Regions from separate parts of the Pan troglodytes genome. Here region 2 is linked to region 1. A link is a contact called in public Hi-C data. All regions are on one chromosome and are shown on one strand. The core of a region is the stretch at or near the end of the contact, and the rest is flanking DNA. Distances in the headings are between cores, read along the strand shown. Region 1 has its middle 350 kb from the start of USP25. Region 2 has its middle 210 kb from the start of MIR99A.

The links. Hi-C and Micro-C count contacts between places; a contact is called where the count stands out from the background.
Region 2: a contact with region 1 is called in a Hi-C map of stem cell-derived neural progenitor cells, with 3 times the contacts expected there. The contact joins two enhancer-like sites. A contact is called at or near these places in 3 of 7 Hi-C or Micro-C datasets (induced pluripotent stem cells, a lymphoblastoid cell line and stem cell-derived neural progenitor cells).

The regions. Positions count from the first base shown.
Region 1 is chr22:17,125,822-17,130,071 of NHGRI_mPanTro3-v2.0_pri, forward strand. No RefSeq gene overlaps it. Among named protein-coding and RNA genes, the nearest start is that of USP25, 350 kb to the left of the region's middle. Within about 2 kb of position 2,555, at least 17 of the 24 cell types and tissues checked have an H3K27ac peak or open chromatin away from gene starts, as enhancers often do. A contact at or near this core is called in stem cell-derived neural progenitor cells, where this site is marked.
Region 2 is chr22:17,387,443-17,391,692 of NHGRI_mPanTro3-v2.0_pri, forward strand. No RefSeq gene overlaps it. Among named protein-coding and RNA genes, the nearest start is that of MIR99A, 210 kb to the right of the region's middle. Within about 2 kb of position 2,434, at least 2 of the 24 cell types and tissues checked have an H3K27ac peak or open chromatin away from gene starts, as enhancers often do. A contact at or near this core is called in stem cell-derived neural progenitor cells, where this site is marked.

The sequences.
Region 1 (4,250 bases), core at 1,305-3,804:
ACATTTTTATGGTTAATTCAAATATTTAGGCAAACTTGCCTTTAATAGGAGAATCATCAAAAAGGCAAGGCAAGTAGTTGCATAAGCTTTGCTTTTTTCTGAAATTACCTGCATTCACTTAGAGAAAAAAGGATTTTACATTATCTATGAAGCCACTAATTTACATATATGATTTCAGGTATTTCGATTTCAATGTGTGTAGCAGTTCAGGAATACAAATGCAGTATTTTCTTATATTATTTGTGTTTTTTATGATTGAGCCGTATGATCTTTTCGTTTAGTTAGGAATTTGCCTTCCCCATCCCTCCTATTAAAACTTGATTTTTGGAAAGTATAGATAGAAGAGCTGTGCTTTTCTTTTAAAATGCTTATAAAATTCAAAAGCAACTGGAATACGTTTTATGATACAAATTTTACATATATTTAAAAACCAGGACTACAAAATATAAATTTATAAAAATTTATAAAAAACGATTGGGATTCTTTCTCTTTGGAATGATTATATGTTATAAACATACAGCCTGTGAGTATAAATAGGTTACTGTTTCTCCTAATGTGCCTACTTTAATGATGAATTGCATTCCTGATTACAGAATCATGAGCTAGAAATCAAAGTACACCAATAAATACAGGCAAACATTGGTAAAATTCCGACTTAGAAAATAATCAAAGCTTAAAGCTTAGCATTCTGATTTGGAGCAAGAAATATGTAAATTGTGAAATAATGAGCAGCTTCTGAGCACACCCCTTTTATTTTACCTGCAAGGACCTGAGTCAGAAGTCTGCATTTCAAAATGCTTATTTTTTTTTACAGTGTGGATGAATGGCCAGGAATAATACAAATTGGCTTTACTTTCCAAGTTTATTATACTTAAACATTTGTTGGCAGGTTAGCGACATCATTTACTATATAATGAGGTAAACCCCAAATGAAAACCCCAAACATCTTCTCTTCCTGGTCATCATAGGCTGCCATTCTTCCCCTAGAAATTAATACATCTGTATGCGGGATCGTGCCTTCTCATCCCCTGCTGCAGAATCCTCGGTCATAACAGCTTTTGTGTTCATGAATATGTAAATGTAACATGCATAAAATAAAATAAAAAAGCAGACAGTTTCTACCACAGACTGCCTAACTGTGTTGAACTAATACGCAAAAAGCGAAGATTTAATTTTTCAAGCATTTTGAGTCAGTGTTTCAAGGCATGACATAATTATGTAATATAAAAATACATAAATTAGGCATATGCAGATGTGCATGACAGTTAGACTCGAAATAAATCGGCATGTAGTCATGGCTATAGTGATTCATGCAGATTCACTTACTCCTTCACTCTGATGCCTAGTAATACGGGGTAAATGCCTTAGGTCTTTAATGACCTTGTATTTACTGACTAGATTCTACTCCCATACCTCACCCCAATAAATGACTAGGAAAATGTTTAAATAATATGTATTATTTGTATATGTATGTATATATATATATTATACACACACATATGCTTTTTTCTTTTGAAGGGGAAAAGCGATGGCTATATTCCACTGAAGTATTCTGGAGGAAGCCGTGGGAAGAAAATTGGTGGATTTTATTATTGAAATAAGCAGGCATGTTCATGCATATTTTTACGGCATGCATGGCTATGCGCCACTCTGTGCAAACAGTGCTATTGCAGCTTGTGCGCGGTAATTAGGTTGATGTAATTATGGTGAAATAAAGGCAGTCGCACTGATAATTTCACAGTGAATATTAAAGACATATGTGCCTTCCAGTGTACAATAAATGAACCTGAACTGCTGTCAGGGTCTAGGAGGACAGTGTGGCCAATGCACCTATTGTGTCCCTGCTGCAGAAAGGAGCCTGCCGATTGGCCACTGTCTGCAGCACATAGCACTGGCTGGTTATAAAGGACTTGTCTAGGGGAGAGCCTGTAGGTACTCCATTGTCTGGTAAAGTTCATATGACTGCATTCTTTTCGCAAGGGGGGTGGAGGGAGAGCGGGGAAGGAGGGGGTGTCAGCTCAACTGTAAAAGCTGCACAGATTTTTTTTCTTTCTCTCTCTCTGCCTCTCCATAGATCGTTTCTGTTTCATGCCCTGTCTCATTTTGCATAGCTAAAAAAGAATGCTAATTAAGATCCCTTGTCTTAACCTGAAAAATAATGACTCGGCTGTAATTAGAAATCTGGTGAGAGTTTAAAAATTCTGGTAGGGGACCAAAAACATCAGTTACGGTGCTTAGGAAGAAAATGAAGAATTATTTTTCTGTAATCAAGGTAAACATGGGAGAGGGGGGTTCCCCCCATCTTTTTAACCAATTTTAACCAATGGTGTTCTACTGCAGATGAGAAGATACTGTATTTCAAAAACTATTTTAACCATCAAATTGAAGGAACACAAATCAGTAGCAATAGAAGCCTTCTTAATCCTCCTTAGGATGCAATTCAGATGAAAGAACTGCTTTTTCTATTTTTCTTTTTGTATGTGTGTGTTATAGATGGATCTGAGAACGCTGTCTGGGCTTGGTGCCAAGGGCTGGTATTTCACAGCAGCGACCGCCTCACAGACGAGCTGTGGGAAGCAGGAGGGAGACTCTCTCTTAGGGTGCCACTACTATGGAGACACAGCTGGGCTGAACAAGATTTGCTTCAAACGACAACAAGAGAGACAGAAAGTATCTGGTTCAACCGCTGCCCGAGCAGGCAGGCACCAGAAGAGCTAGCAGCCAATCCGGCCATGCTCGAAGCCAGCTCTGCAGCTCAGCCAATCAGTGACATCATTGGTGAGAAACTCATTTACATCATGCAGTAATGAACTTTGTTTAACATAGACTTCCCCCTTTCCTGTCACCCCCCCCCCTTTCCATATTAGGTCCTTCCATTAATTATTCTGCTGGCATAATTTAATCCGCTATGCAAAAATGTGGCTACATTCTCTCTGATGGCTTTTACCTTCCCCCCCCGCCCCCCCTTGGTGTCTGCCGTCACTGAAAGTGATTCTGGGTACAATTCTATTTTGTTTTGAACTTGCAAAAATTATCTTCTCTTTCTTAAAAAAAATTCTTAACAACATTAAACCTCTGTTTATATTGTCTGATCCCTCTTCTTATGAATGAATACATGCTTCTCCAAGTTGGGGTTCAGAATTGTACAAGGTAACAGAGAATAAGGTGTGCATTGCCATGAAAGTTGCAGGTTTTTCTAACAATCTGTATCTTAGAACTTCCTTTAACGTTTCCAGATTTTATGCTGCAGTGGCCATTTTACATACAGTGCTTTATCCAAAAAGCACTTGTATGCATCTGTCACATGGAGGAAAGTTCACTCTTGTTATATTTCATTCTCCAGTGCTCTCAGCCAACATTGTCATTTTATTAATGAATAGAACTGAGGTCATTTCTGGACAAATCTCCCCCTTCCCATCCCAGCACAATGCACCTGATTTGCATCCATTTACTAGAAAAACTGAATACAAGAACCAGCTTGAAAGGAAGTTAAGGGACCAGCTTACGTATTATTTTGGAATATATTGCAGTAATACAGTTTGTTTTTTTAAAATGTGTAATATTTAACATTTGCCTTAGTGTTTCTATAAAAATGCCTGGTCTCCATTTGCAATGTAATACCTTTAGCAAATTTATAGGATTGTTACATAACCAAAGTAGATCAAATTAAATAACGTTCACAAATGAGTTCATTTATCTGCAGAAAACCTGTGGAAATACAATTTTGCGTTGCACATTTGTATTTAGTTGTCAGGGATAAAGTCATTTGTTCTATAGATAACTTAAAGAGGCTGGAACATGTGGCATGTGAAGATTTCAGGTTGCTTTATAAAATCCCAGAGAGCAAAACTGGGTCACACTTCAATGCAATTTCTATTAAGTCATATCTTTATTGCATATTTGCGTTAAAGGCGCACAGTTTTCTAGCAGAGAAGGTGAAGTTTCATTGTCTTTCTTTTAAAAGGATGTTTTGAATATAATTATTCAAAAACATGGAATTTTAAAAATATTGACAAGGGTTTCATAATAGTGCATGATTCATTTAAGAAGCTTAGAGAATGCAATGATAGGCATAGTCACTTTTTAAAGCATATGAAGGATTTAGATGGGAAACCATGGCCCTTTTAATTCATGAGGCATTCCATCATCCCATCATCAGTATTCAGGGGGCGACTGTCCTGAATCAGTCACGAGCTCCCCTGCTGCAGATCCTGTAATTTGAATCATGTGTAATAATATATTATCCTACT
Region 2 (4,250 bases), core at 1,184-3,683, 260 kb after region 1:
GGATGTAAAACATATGTTGCTGATGTTAGTTTGACACGTGTCAAACACCTTCAAAATGTATGTATGAATATTTATATTCTTCATACATACCTGTTTATGGGATAATATTGAAATTAAATAACATTCTTAGAAAATTAATGTGACAATATCCAAACAGAATTGAGATCTCAGACACAAAACATCTGAGTTTAGGCCTATTTGCCATTGACCTATTACTAAAGTGCTTCTGAAAAATGTCCTCACAGAAGGTTGTTTGGCCTTTCATCCTGCTCCAAAGTGGGTGAGCATAGCTCAGCTGATGTCTACAAACTGTCAGATTGTATGAGCAGAGATCGTGTTTTTCCTTCTAACAGTATAAGCTGCCGTTGTTTAATCTTTTGATGTGGCTCTGGAAGAGAATATGGTCATTGGTACTCACTCTAGGGAAGAAAAAGAGCAGTTGGGGGTGGAGGGAAGAGGATGCAGATTGAAAGACATAAAATAGTGGCAAAAGACAGTGTTCCTTCTCCAGAGGTGAAGACCTGAGTCCCAGCTGGGAGACATGTATCAGTTTCTGTGCCTGGGAACTTCACATCTTTGGCACCTATCTTGTGCTCAGTGTAAGTCCAGCATTAAGATATATGTATTTTTCCTACTGCATAGCATCTAAATGGAAACCAGTCATATCATTAACTGGTTAATTAACAGATAACAAAGAAGCCAAATTAAAAAACAAAAATAAAAATTCTGCCTTTATTAGACTAATTGAGAGGCCCCAGGTTTTCACCATGCATGGTTGCTTTAGAACCTAACTCCCCAGGAAGATGTGGCTCCATTCTGCTAGGAAGCAGTCTAGAGCAGCACTATGCAAAGTGGGGTCCATGGGCCAGGCCCTTCTGAGAACAGTTCGATACCCATTAGAAAACATGGAAGTACAAAAATAGAGAGTAAGCCTTTAGAAAATTTCATAGAAAATCAACCCAACATTTGTGTCTGTTGATTCAAGTAATAAAATATGAATGTTTTAATGTCAGTTTTTACATTTAGTTTCTCTAGTTATCCACTTTTACTGTAAATTGGAAAACATTACTTCATGATTTAGGAAAAAAATAGTCTGGCTTAGACCACAGTTAGTTTGAGAAGCACTGGGGTAGCACTTTTAGAGTTTCAACACAGATCAATATAAGACAAGTGTGATCAATGGCAAAAGTATTTTCAATCCCTTGAAACATCAAGGCAACAATGAGGTTGCATAATTATATCCCTAAAGAAGTTTACATCTTTATTAATAAGCTTTGTCCTCTCTCTTTTCTTAAGTATTTACGTAAAAACATTCTGAACGCAAAAAGTCATATTGAAACACTAAATAGAATGTCAGTAGAATTGCATTTGTATGTGTTAAAATCCTATTGTCATTTTACTATAAACTTCTTCTCTCCTTGCTGTTATTGCTTAACTTCTATAGGGCATTTGTATGTGGCCTTCTTAAAACATTTACTGGAAAGAAACTTAATAAAAATAAATTTATCAATCCAAGATGTGATTTCTCATGAGAATCTTGAATATCTGCATTTAGAAATTATATATATGGTCATTTATAGAAAAAAGGAAAGATCTCCTTAAAAACTGGAATAAGAAAATGATTTATATAGTCATGCTAACAAAATATCTTATTTTAGCAACCACCTGTCTATCACTCTTATCAGTGAAAATTATTCATAAAATAGCTGCTCCTTATAACTAGGGGTAAGAGATACGCAAACAAGACTGCTTTTAATCTTGAAAAGCATGCAAAACAAAATTGAAACATAGACATCAAAAGAGAAAAACTGTTCTCCAATTTGTCACCAAGTCATTGCTCCCTATATTAAGTCCAGCTCAGCTATTCACGAAACCCTCACTCATTGTTTGCAGTGCCCTGTAGCAAGCTGGAAGTGTCTTTATATGTATTATTAAATTGCCGTTACTGCCATCTAGTGGGAAGAAATACTCCCTGTCACTATGTCAGGGATTGTACATAAAGCCCTAAAGTTCTAAGTGTAAAGGGAAAGCCACAGTTTGTGTGAATCGCAGAGAGCAAAATGGCAAACTGAAGACACAATCTCATGACAATACAGACATAATAGACATCTATTCACCGAATAAGTTAAAGAGGTATGTGGGACGAAAAGAAAGGGTGTGGGGAATGCATGCATTCACGAGAATTCATTTTGTGTACACCCAAAATTACATCTAAAGTATTATTTCTTATTGTTCACAGGTTACCTGAACCAGGACATTTTATTACATGTAGACTTATTTTGTCTTTACCTTTTGAATGTAGATGGATTGTTTTGCATATGCTTATTAAGTCTTAAAAATGAAGACAGCTTAGATCTGTTCTTAAAAGGTAAGGTTCGTACGAAACACTGTAACGAGGCAATCTTGTTACAATGCAGATTCAGACTCCCCGGGGGTCTGCATTTCTAGCAGCTCTTAGGTGATACCATGCTCCTGTTTATAGTCAGACCATACTTTAGGCAGTTACAGGCTTCGAGTAGGTTACCAAAGGGAAGGAGTCCAGAAATGAAGCAAACTCCCCCACAGAGTATATTTCACCTCGTTATCTTGTTATAATGTAATAGACTAGTTCATTCAATGGCCTATACAGTCAAATTGCCAAATTCATTTCTTGAGTTTGTTGCTTAACTATGTAGGTAAACTTGGACAAGATATTTCACATCTCTATGACTTAGTTTCATCATCTGTGAAATAAAATAAATCATAACTAAATATATATAAATAGACATACATAAATAACTATCTCATGGTTCTTATGGGAAATAAATGAGCTAAAATCTCAGGATGAGCCATATGAAATTGCCCTCTTTATAGATGAAAAATAAACATCCACAATTTTATATAGTTAAAACTAAGTATGTAAATTATTTAGTATAATATGTAGCACCTAGTGAACAATAAATGTTAGTATCAGCAACAGTTGTCACTGGGCAAATTCATAGACACATGAATATACTCACACCCTAAAAAGTTTCTTTCAATGAAGAAAGTTTTGACATCAAATACACATTATGCAGTAGCACATATAAACCACGAGGACATAAAAAAAACAAAGACTCTGGATAAAATTAATAATATGATAAGCCTGTTCTGGGGAAAATAGGCCATGAAAGTATCTATTGTTTTCTAAATTATTAGAGCAAGCATACTTCATGTTTTTGAATTCTTTGTCGTTCTTATGCTGTAAACATTTTTACATGATTTCAAGCTATGTTACATTCCTTAGTTGTATGGTGAATCATAAAATGTGTGATAAATTATTTATATTTATAAAGTTTTGCCTCAAATAATAGCATTTAGCACTGTGCTTTGATGAAGGGACATTCATTTGTATGAAAAGCAGTTCTGCTTCTTCTGAGTACATTTAGTCACTTTGCTTAAATGAATAGATATTTCCTAATTTTGACCCTCAGGTTTTAAACTTTGCTTGAAGTGTACTAATTTTTGCTCTTATGAAGTATTGTTGGTGAACTACAGAGAAGCATGTAACATACTATAAAACTATAAACTTTTAAATTATGAGTTAGAATCCGGTTGGTATTAACTTAAATTGATGTTAATGGTTACATATACAGGCTATCAACTGAGATATATTGTAATTCTTTCTAAGAAGTCCTTCTTTTTCTAAAATTTGAAATCTTTTCAACCTTTTGATGTATATGAAATATTTGTTATAAACCTGTTTTATAATGAAAGTAATTTTTATTACCACGTAGTTTAGAGACTAAACTTGTAAGTTTCAAGGTTAGTGGAAGAAAGAATTTAAGCCACTATAATCTATTCCACATGGGCAACAAAGTACATTTAAGGAATAAAACTATTAGACTATATTTATTGAATGATGAAACTCAAGCTGGTGTTATATAAAGGGATGAAGGAATTACTGAATTCTCTTTTTTTTGTTTTTTGAGATGGAGTCTCGCTCTGTGGCCCAGGCTGGAGTTCAGTGGCACTATCTTGGCTCACTGCAACCCCCACCTCCTGGGTTCAAGTGATTCTCCTGCCTCAGCCTCCCGTGTAGCTGGTATTACAGGTGCCCACCACCATGCCTGGCTAATTTTTGTTAAATTCTCTTTTCCAAAGATGCAATACTATTATTCTGTTGCAGCAACAAAAACTGGGTATACACACAAAATAATTGAAAACATGATATTTATACATCTAGGCTCATGTCAGCATTATTCACAACAGGCAAAAGATGGAAGCAATCC